Regions from separate parts of the Triticum aestivum genome. Here region 2 is linked to region 1. Evidence: chromatin contacts called from public Hi-C data. All regions are on one chromosome and are shown on one strand. The core of a region is the stretch at or near the end of the contact, and the rest is flanking DNA. Distances in the headings are between cores, read along the strand shown. Region 1 has its middle 160 kb from the start of LOC123148000. Region 2 holds the start of LOC123148000 (probable inositol oxygenase).

Region 1 (4,933 bases), core at 1,423-3,922:
AAACTTAATAAGTACAGTAAAAATGCAGGGAGTGTCACTAATCAATCAATTGGAGATTGTATTCATTAAAAGGAAACTGGAGTGTGTATCACAATTTCAATCTACTTAGGCTAAAACCAACCCAATCAATTGAGACTTCCGATTGACATCAAGTACTAATGTACAACTGAGAAAAATTATGATGGCACGATAAATTTCAAGGCGCGGGATTAGAAGGTGCCTACATATTTATTGGCCATTTGTATGAAAAGGTTCTAATTAGATCAAGGATGTTTTTTTCTAAATGATTGATGATGATGTGTTACAAGAGAAGAGACGACAACAACTGTGTCCCGGAGTTAAAATAGCGCACCCCCACCCCCACCCCGTCCTATCCTCGCGTCAGTGGTGCGCCTAGCATTGATGGAGGGGGTGTGGAGGTGAGTCTCCGAAAGATTCTTTTGGATCCCATTGACGCTTGTCTTCGGTGCATCTGTTTGGATTCCACAACACTCATTGTCGTTGCTGTTTTTGCAGATATGGCCCTTCCGGTCTATGCTTCTCATCATCTTTGGGTTGATACTCTAGTGTGCTGATACTTTGAAGGCTTAGCATGACGATTTTCTGACTGTCTACTACAACAACGTTTGCACGGATAAGGAAGAAAGATAATAGTGGCGCGCTTTCAGCTAGCTTTAGTATTTGTACTTGTCCCTGGATGGTCCTTGGATCTGATGATATTGTTTGTTACTTGGTGCTCTTTGTATTTATATTATATATTATTAATAGATCTTAGGATTTTTTGCATAAGAAAAGGCCTAAAGGGTCATCAGACTTCCTAGGTGATAATAGTTCTTTTTTCTTTGAAAGGTACTACCTCAGTAAACAAATGTAAGACATTTTTGATTAATACTCTAGTGATCTAAAATGTTTTATATTTGCTTATAGAGGGAAGAAATGATAATGGTTATGTAAGTAACTCTTTGTTTGAAATTAACTATCATGTCTAGATACACTCGTTTCAGCAACATTTAGTTTCGAATGGACGATCTTTCCATCATGCCATGGCAGTACAAAGAACACATAAAATAATAAAAATTACATTCATGTTCGTAGACCACCTAACGATGACTACAAACACTGAAGTGAGCCGAAGGCGCGGTGCCGTCATCATCCCTCCCTCATCGGAGCCATGCCAAATTTGTTGCAGTAGACAGTCGGGAAGTCATCATGCTAAGGCAACACAAGACCCACGCATCAGAATAGCAACCGTCGGCGATGAAGAGAAGTATAGATTGAAAGGATCCAACCTGTAGACACACGAATAAAGACTGGATCCAACCGGATCCATCGCAAAGACCATCACCGATCGAATCTCACGAGATAGCCGAAGACACACCTCCACACGTCCTCTGACAACGCTAAACGCATCACCGGGACGGGGCCGGGCGGGGAGGAAATTATTCCATCTTTACGGAGCCGCCAACGCCTTGTCTTCCTGAGCAGGAGTCAAATCGTAAACAAACTCATAAAAACACCTAAAAACAATGGAAGACCCCTCCCACCGGCAAGGGCGGGGTCCACCACGTCTCCATGACCATAGGACCGCCGGAGACGAGATGGACCGACGGCGACGGCGGCGGGAGGTAGAGGAGCCTTAGGTTCTTTATTGGGAAGGAGGCCGAACGGAGGTTACACTATATTTAACAAAGACATATTTAATTTCCACCGTAGATTTACCTCGAAGGTACATCACTTTTTAGAGGTGTACCGAAGCAAACTTGAACAGGGTAACCTACAGTACGAAAATTGAAGTGACAAAGGTGGGAAGGCATCAGGCAACGGCCGGCGTCCAAAATACGGACAGATTCAACCTAACAACTCTGATGTCTTCGATCTGATAAAGATGAGTGCCGGATAAGGAGAACACACACGTGTCCAGCCTTGATACGGTTGTATGATATGCAAATCCATATATTGAGATCAGCAAACGCGGATCGCAACCGCAGCTTCATGGATCTTGTCAATGATATGTTACTGTCCGTTGAATTTCTTTTCGTTTGAGATCACTTTTGCCCCCGGAGCATGGTACATAAGAAAGATGGCGCACGTTCTGACTTAGAACAGTCAAGAACACGGTACATTTTGTTTATCTAAGAAAACAGCCAGTTTGGCTGTATGGGGTGGATTCCAAGGTAGATATTGTACAAAAAGCTATCAAGTGTGAGCTCAGGAAAGCTACAGGCAAGTAAACTAAGTAGATGATTCTTTCGATCCTGCAAAAATCTAGTGATAGGACCCTTTCCGTGGCTGGCGTTGTGGGGGAAAATGTGCAGGGTTTGTTTGGTTCGCAGGGGCAACTCAATAGCGAAGGATCCGGTGGACTAAACCTCTAGTGAAGTATTTTTATTTTACTAAGGGCCTGTTCGGTAGCTTCCCAGCTCCCCGCTTCGCCGAATCCGCGACTGGAGCTGGCCCGAACGGCCCGGCTCCACGAAGCTGGCTTCCCGGATCAGTGGCCGGGCTATGTACAAAAACGCGGAGCAGCTCATTTGGAGATCCCAGAAAACGCAAAAACTGAAGTTCGCTCTTATTACAGAGTTGTGCCACCGCCAAGTGCCATACGTACCGGTTCGATAGATAGGCTGGAGAGACGCCCCGATCCCCACTCTCTTATTACAAAGATGTGCCACCGCCAAGTGCCATACGTACATGCGTGACCCACTGAAAAGGCTGTCAGCCCATGCGTGGCGAGAGGGAAACTGGAGCAGCCTCACCGAACGATTTTTTGATCGCTAACGTTCCGGCCTGAAGCTGGCAACCGAAACGAGAAGCGAGATTTGAGGATTTGCTGAAGTTGGGCAACTACCGAACATGCCCTAAGATTTCATCGGATCTAACCGACCCCCTATATATAGCAGAGTAAAAATTAAACATGCATTAGCTCAACCTAATTTTAACTAAAATTTACATAAATTTAAACATAAGTTCAACCTAATGGAACACATTGTCTTGACAACTGAACTTTACACATAAATTCAAACTTAAACTACACTAAACCCTAAACTAGACTACTCATCGTCATCAGAGTATCTACAACCAGATTTGGCAAATCCGGTCCCTCAAATGCCCGCGGACGCGTCGGGGGCACTAACCGGTCATATCTCATATTTGATGATATGCATCTGAATACCTCATATTTCACCCCCTAGATCAATACAAATCATGCAAAAGTTTTCCTAGATAGTACGTAAACCACACTATTCTAAACTAAGTTCGTCGTCGAAGATGTCCACGACATCCATGCCGGGCACCGGATAGATGGGCGCGTAGGAGGGCTCCCACTCCTCCTCCTCCATAGTCGTAGGCATCTCGTCGACGTCCACGACATGCTCCCCCTCCGCCTCCTGCAGACCATCCGCGATGTGCTCCGCCTAGCCTCCTGCACACGACGCCACTTGGCCTCCGCCGTCGATACCGACCGAAGGGAATCGAGGATCGCTAGCTACTCCGCCTGTACATCCACGGCATCAGCGTCCCTCAAGTCCTCCTCCTCCTCTTCGTCCTCATGTCCCCCGTCCCCCTCCGGATCTACTGCATCCGAAGGTAGCCCCACTGCTATGCAAGCTTCGCGCCTTGCCAGGACCTGCTCAAGGAGCTGCAGCCGGCGCTCCGGCATTAGATAAGTTGCCCAATGGCGTGGGGGCATAGCTACTAACAGGAAGTGGCGGACGAGGAGCCTTAAGTGGCGGACGGCGAGCGGAAAGTGGCGGCTGTGGCGGACGGGAGGGGGGATTTGGATGGGTAGGATTTCAGTGCCGATGATCGGCTTAAATAGCCGGGTTAGGGCACTACGCGGCCCGCCGGAGCGGCGCCACGCGGCGACGGAGGAGACGTCTATCGAACCGCCAGGTTTTTGGGTGATTCCTTGTGGAACCCCATCGTCATTCCGACGTGGCGGACGTGCCCGGGCGCCCCGATAACCATCCCATATTTGGGCTGAATATGAGGGGTGCCGGTCAGCCCGGACGTATGAGGCCAGTTTGAGGAGCCTGTTTGGGTCGCACTTTCGTGACAGGTCAGTGACCAAGCCGTCCGCCCGGGCATTTGAGGTGGGTTTGGGACACCTGGCTGTAGATGCTCTCATCCTTGTCATAGTAGAGGTCGAGCCAATCTTGCATCGACCTGCCACCGCCCATTGGGTCCGGGCCGGTGCCCTCATCGCCGGAGTCGGGGAAGATGCGCCGCCACTTCTCGACGTCTAACTCCTACTTGGCCCTGCTGTCGTTGCTGCCGCCTTGCTCCTCGTCGTCGGAGATAAAAATGACCTTGTCATTGACCGCCCGCTCTGCGAAGATGGCCCGCCCTGCCTCCACGATCTCAGGGTACTAGGGGCGGAGGTCCGCCATGTAATCCTCGTCCATGTCCTCCCGAGCCGTCGCCGAGATCTCCACACCCGACGCCGATAGAGAAGGTGGACGGGCTCCGTCCCAAACGGGAAGTTGAGGCGCGACCGAGTCCTGGAGCCGGACTTTCCACCGGTCGTATTCGAGCACGGCGAGCTCCGCGATGTGGAACGACCGATCCACTTTTTGGTATGGGTCTCGTGGTGAGTGATCTCCGCAACCCAAGTCCTCCACGCTCACCGGCGGACGCCGAGGTGTTTCCTCTGTGGCTTCCGCGGTGGAGGAGCTCGGGGAAGTCGGCGATGCGGACAGTGGTGGCCACATCGGAGGGGCGGCGGCGGCTTGAGGACGCGCCGCTTGAAGACGAACCACGGGCATGGCGGCGAGGAGCGCTGGTGATGTGATCCGGCCATTGGAGGAAGGAGGAAGGTCGGGGAATGGTGGGGGGAGTCGCCGGCGACGTGGATGGGGTAGGAGAAGAGGCAGAGGAGGCGGAGAGGAAGAGAAGTCGAAGAGGCTTTTTCTATTCGTCCGCGGGGTGAAATAGT
Region 2 (5,256 bases), core at 412-2,911, 160 kb before region 1:
GATGCACTCCCAGATGCTCATCTCCGTCTTGTCCAGCCGCCCGTATGCGTCCCGCATCCGCTGCACAAACTCGTACGTCTGGTTGATGTGGTTCACGCGGTAGAACTCCTCCACAGTCTTCTTCCGCTCCGACTCCGCGTCGTAGTCCCTGGACGCATGTATCAATTTCCACTTCAGTATTGTTCGTTTGTGGTACATACCACTTCTATATCACGTCTTATATTTAGGAACAGGGGTTGTAGTAGTTATCAATCTGATACGCGGAAAGGTTTGATAAGCATGTGGCACGGAGTGCGTGTGGGGACAATGCCCTGCCATGCGAGCTCTGCTTATCGCGGAAAGAAAGAAAACGGAAGGCTTTGAAAGCTGAGATCCAGAAAAATGTTTTTGATGGACAATTTTAGTCAATTTCCTAGCATATCCCGTGGGAGTTCCTTGCCGAGTTTTATTTATTTATATATTGCGAAAAATGATAAGATTCTTGCCCAGCTTAAGTTCTGCTACTCCAATTTTAGTCAATTTCCCTAGCAGGAGGACAGCGTGTTATTAGTTTCAGCTCCTTCTAGGAGGTTCTTCCCAATACCGTTATGGATAGCATTCTTGTCTATCTTAGGGTGTGGGGGGCGGGAACTAGGGGGGTGCAAGGGAAGCAACAACCTCCTTGTCTATCTTAGGGGTGCTGCGGGGGTGCAGGTTCATCGGAAAATCTCACGTGGTTTGCCTGTTTAGAGGGATGCTCGGAGGCGAAGGCAAGCATGACGGTGGGGAGAGGTTGAGGGGAGGACGGGGCGTCGAGGTTGCCGCTGGAGCGCCGCCGGCCGCGGGTGGCGGCAGCAGGCGGCCCTGCCGGTGGCAGCAGGCGGCGGGAGGAAGGAGAATACGGGACAGAACACATCTGTTCGGGAGAGAATTGTTGGAGAAAGAAGACATAATCTGGTGCGCTGGTTTTTGATCTAAGGCTTCAGAAATTTCAGCCGACTCCCTTTGTTTTGTCCTTTCTCGTGGGACGCAAACAAAATTTCAACAGGAGGAACATGGTTCACCCCTTAAAAGGTGCAAATGTATGTACATCTGACTTGAATTGATATTATTTTTTTTCAACCAAAGAACCATGGGAGCTCGAGGAAAGAAAACCCATGAGAACTCACCTGAAGGTGTGGCCGAAGGCGTTGGAGTCCGGTACGGTGAAGCCGCCGTCGAGCACGAGCTCCGCCGGGTCGCCGGCGACCTTCCTCTCCGCCGCCGCATCTGCAACCGGCCAACAGAAATTCGAACCAAATTATCAGCATCATGCCGCCTGTCCCACAGCGCGCTGTTTGCGCACTCAACCTCCGAGAAACATGAACAGAAACTCAACAAGAACAGGCGAGGGAATTATTAAAGAAGCACGCACGCAAATGAGATGGGTAAGAAGAGTCTCACCGAACTGAGGCTGCTCGATGATGATGGTCATCTTGAACCGGGAAAAGATTGCCGACCGGAGCTCGCAGCAGCAGCGAGGGCGGCAGGGAAGCACGGTCCGAGAAGACGGTAATAGATGGGGTATGCTCGGCTCTGCTCTGCAGGAGGCAAATCGCGAGCGGTATTTATAGGAGGGCCGAGGGGAGGAGGGCTTGTTGGGGTGGGAGATGGTAGCGGGGGCGGAGGGGGATGGAGGAGCCGAAGGGTAAAACGTGACGGGGTGTTGATGGCGCTATCCTGCGGATTTTGGATTTATTAAAGGGGGTCGGTGACTCAGCCATGGCGTGGAGCTCCGCCTGTGGATGACAGCAACAGCTCATGTCGTCTGTTTTCCTCCTTTTTGCTAGGGCCTGTTTTCATTTCCTTCCTCGTCCGGTTTCCGCTCCGTTATTAATATCTTTTATTTATTACACCCTATATATACATTTTAGGTGCTTCCCAGTGCTTCATGATGGACAAGTGTTAAGTATGCCACATAAGCAAAAAAATGACATGGCACAACATTTAATGAGGGGAGAGAGTATTTTGATGACCCAGAAAGAATCAATGCCAAGCGCGAGAACCTATGCTAACCACTTAAATGAAACAACTTGACCAATGCATGAAAGACTTTAGGTGCTAACTCATTAAATAAAGTGTGCTTAGCAACAACAAGTTAAGCACCTATGCATTGAGGAGATGAGTTGCTAATGTATTTAATGCACTTAGCACTTCATCTAAGACCTCTCCCAATACTCCCTCCTTTCCGGTTTATAGGACTTATCTCAAAATTTTAGTTTTTCCATTTTATAAGGCTCAATTTGATTGTTCCTCATCACATGTTCAGACTTCAAGGTGCATTAAATCATTGCATGCAAGTATTAAGAGAAAACTGACCAATGCATGCACTTTATGCATGCATGCATTGCAATTAATGCATTCGTAAACATATTTTTTTAGGAAAACAAGAGCATTAATTGGGTGCTTTTGCAAACTACAAAAAATATTTCACCACTCATCATCTACCTTGGTTGGTGAGATTTTTGAATTGAGCCTTATAAACCGGAAATGATGGAGTAGATAGTTGCTTAGATGAGGTGCTAAGCACATTAAATAGTTTAGCAACCATAGTCCCCAATGGTGCTTAAGTTGTTGTTGCTAAGCTCCTTTCATTTAATGACTAAGCTACTACTAAACTCTCTCATGCATTTGTGAGCTTGCTTCATTTAAATGTTTGACCTAGGTTTGCGCGCTTGGTATTGGTTCTTTGTGGGATCACCAAACTCATCTCTTTCCTCTTAATTGTCTCGCCACATCAGATTTTTTGTCTACATGGCAGGCTTAGCACCTGTACAAGTTGGAGCTGGGAAGGGCCTAAGCACCTTTGCATTGGAAGAGGGTTTATAGAGGGAGTATTCTTGTTCCAGAGATATTAAACTGGCTGCTTATGACCTCTTCCTCTAACGAGAATGAAAAGGAAGAAAAAGAAAAACTTAAGGCCACTTTAGCTCAATCGATTTTATCAGAAAATAGAGGGTTGAGATCTTATGAATTTTTTATATGTGAGTTGTTTGATTCATATGACAAAGTACTGGATGGTTTTCCTAAGTAACGTTTTGAAACTCAAAGGGCAAGACCTAATGCTTATGCGTACGCTTAAAGAAAGTGCTCATTCACTCCAACCTATTTGGAGACAGTCTTTGTTTTTGCTATGGTGCATTCACACATATTTCGGTACAAATTAAATCATGTACTATTCAACTGGGCATGAAATTACAATCATGTGCCCCCCTCCCCCTCCATTTTAAAAGTCTACGAATGAAGGAAGACTTTATCTTTATGTTTTATAGAACAAACAGGTTTTTACGAATCCAAAATGATTGGCATTAGGTGCCATTTTCTCAATGGAGATTAAGGAGGAAGGAGGGTACCACCCACGTGAAATTCACACGGGGGGGGGGAGGTTATTAGTATGGGGGGTTCCGTATTACCTCTGTTAGTATCCATTTGTGCATTTAAGATTCCCCTTCACCACCCCCTCCCCCCTCGAGAGACGGGCGACGGGACTTTGCCAGAGGCAGGAGCGGCGGTGGTCTCACTTAGAGATCACTTCTCCCCATACTTCGCTATCTCCTCGTCGAGGCGGCGGAGATGGCGCGTGCCCATCTCGACCGTGGTCGTCGACTGGTCGATGATCCAGGCTGTTGCGAGCTCTCGGTCCTTGAGGATCTGCCACGGCGGGACGTTGGAGTCCGCGAACTCCTCCAGGCTCACAGCGTTCGGCCTGTTCCGCCTTTGCCGCTCCCTATCTGCACTCTCCTCCGCCGTCAAGGCGCCCTGAGATTTTGGATTTGTTAAGTGGGTCAGTGACTCGGCCATGGGGTGGGGCTATACCTGTGGATGATAGGAACAACTCATGTCGTCTGTTTTCTTCCTTTTTCCTAGGGTATATTTTCATTTCCTTTCTGCCTAGAATTCGCTTCGTTATTTGTAATATAGAAGAAAAAGAAAAACTTAAGGCCACTTTAATTCAACCGATTTTATCAGAAAATAGAGGGTTGAGATCTTATGAATTTTTTATATGTGAGATGTTTGGTTCATATGACAAAATACTGGATGGTTTTCCTAAATAACATTGTGAAACTGGAAGGGCAAGAACTAATGCTTATGCATACGCTTAAAGAAAGTGCTCATTCACTCCAACCTATTGGAGACAGTCTTTTGTTTTTGGTATGGTGCATTCGGACATATTTCAGTACAAATTAAATCATGTACTATTCAAATGAGCATGAAATTACAGCCATGTGTTTCCCCCCCTCAATTTTAAAACTCTACGAATGAAGGAAGTATTTGTCTTTGTGTTTTACATTTTGGTTGGGCATAAAAAGGCGAGTAATGCTATAGTGATGGAACAGATAGGTTTTTACGGATTCATAATGGCCGGTATTAGGTGCCATTTTCTCAATGGAGATTAAGGAGGAAGGAGGGGCCCACCCACGTGAAATTCGGGGGGGGGGGGGAGGTTATTAGCATGGGGGGTGGGGTTCTGTAAAACCTCCGTTAGTATCCATATGTGTGTTTAGGACCCCCCCCCCCCCCCAATTCTGAAATATAAAAGGTGTATACATTTGTACAAATGTTAATCTTTTTAATCTTTTGTTTGCTTTAAATATCAACATCGAGAATACGAAATCAGTATCATTAGATTGCATGAAATATATTTTTATATTTTATTAATTTAGTATTTAAGATATTCCTAGTTTGTCCTATGAACTTATCAAATTTCATAATGATTGACTTCGCGAAAAAAAATTATATGCCTAATACTTTGGAATGGAGAAAGTATATATTTTTAACTAATTTCAGTTGTCTGGATTTTCCTGAAATCTAAGCCACAAAAGTGACACATTACATTACAATTGTAGTCATTAGCAAATGTGCAATTCTTTTCCCTTGTAAAAGAAGTGCAATTCTGTTAGTCCTAGGTTGCATGGAGAGCAAAGTGGATACGATGAGGATAGTTGTATGTTCATTTAAACGCTATGGAAATTTGTTAAAATTAAGAAAGGATTAAGCTACTTGGTAATAGAGAGTGTTACCGTCTGCGTTGTAGGGATAATATGAAAAATCGACCAAAACATAAAGCAAACAGAAAGAAAATGGACAAATCATGGGACCGTTGGCCCAAAGCTTTATATTTTAGTATGCTCTTTGTTTGCATTAATCATTAGCTTACCATGCACGTTGATAATAAAATCACTAAATCTAAAATATAATCATTACCTAATCCCAATTACAAAAAGTAACAAAAAATGG

What was found. Hi-C and Micro-C count contacts between places; a contact is called where the count stands out from the background.
Region 2: a Hi-C map of leaf shows a contact between it and region 1, with 9 times the contacts expected there. The contact joins the promoter of LOC123148000 here to the enhancer-like site in region 1. A contact is called at or near these places in 4 of 5 Hi-C or Micro-C datasets (leaf and an unstated tissue).

Annotation. Positions count from the first base shown.
Region 1 is chr7A:530,648,455-530,653,387 of IWGSC CS RefSeq v2.1, reverse strand. No RefSeq gene overlaps it. Among protein-coding and RNA genes, the nearest start is that of LOC123148000, 160 kb to the left of the region's middle. Within about 2 kb of position 2,672, at least 1 of the 8 cell types and tissues checked has an H3K27ac peak or open chromatin away from gene starts, as enhancers often do.
Region 2 is chr7A:530,810,960-530,816,215 of IWGSC CS RefSeq v2.1, reverse strand. It overlaps LOC123148000 (probable inositol oxygenase), which reads right to left and starts at 1,661. Exons shown (of 10, transcript XM_044567345.1): 1 at 1,423-1,661; 2 at 1,149-1,248; 3 at 1-148. The coding sequence starts at 1,453.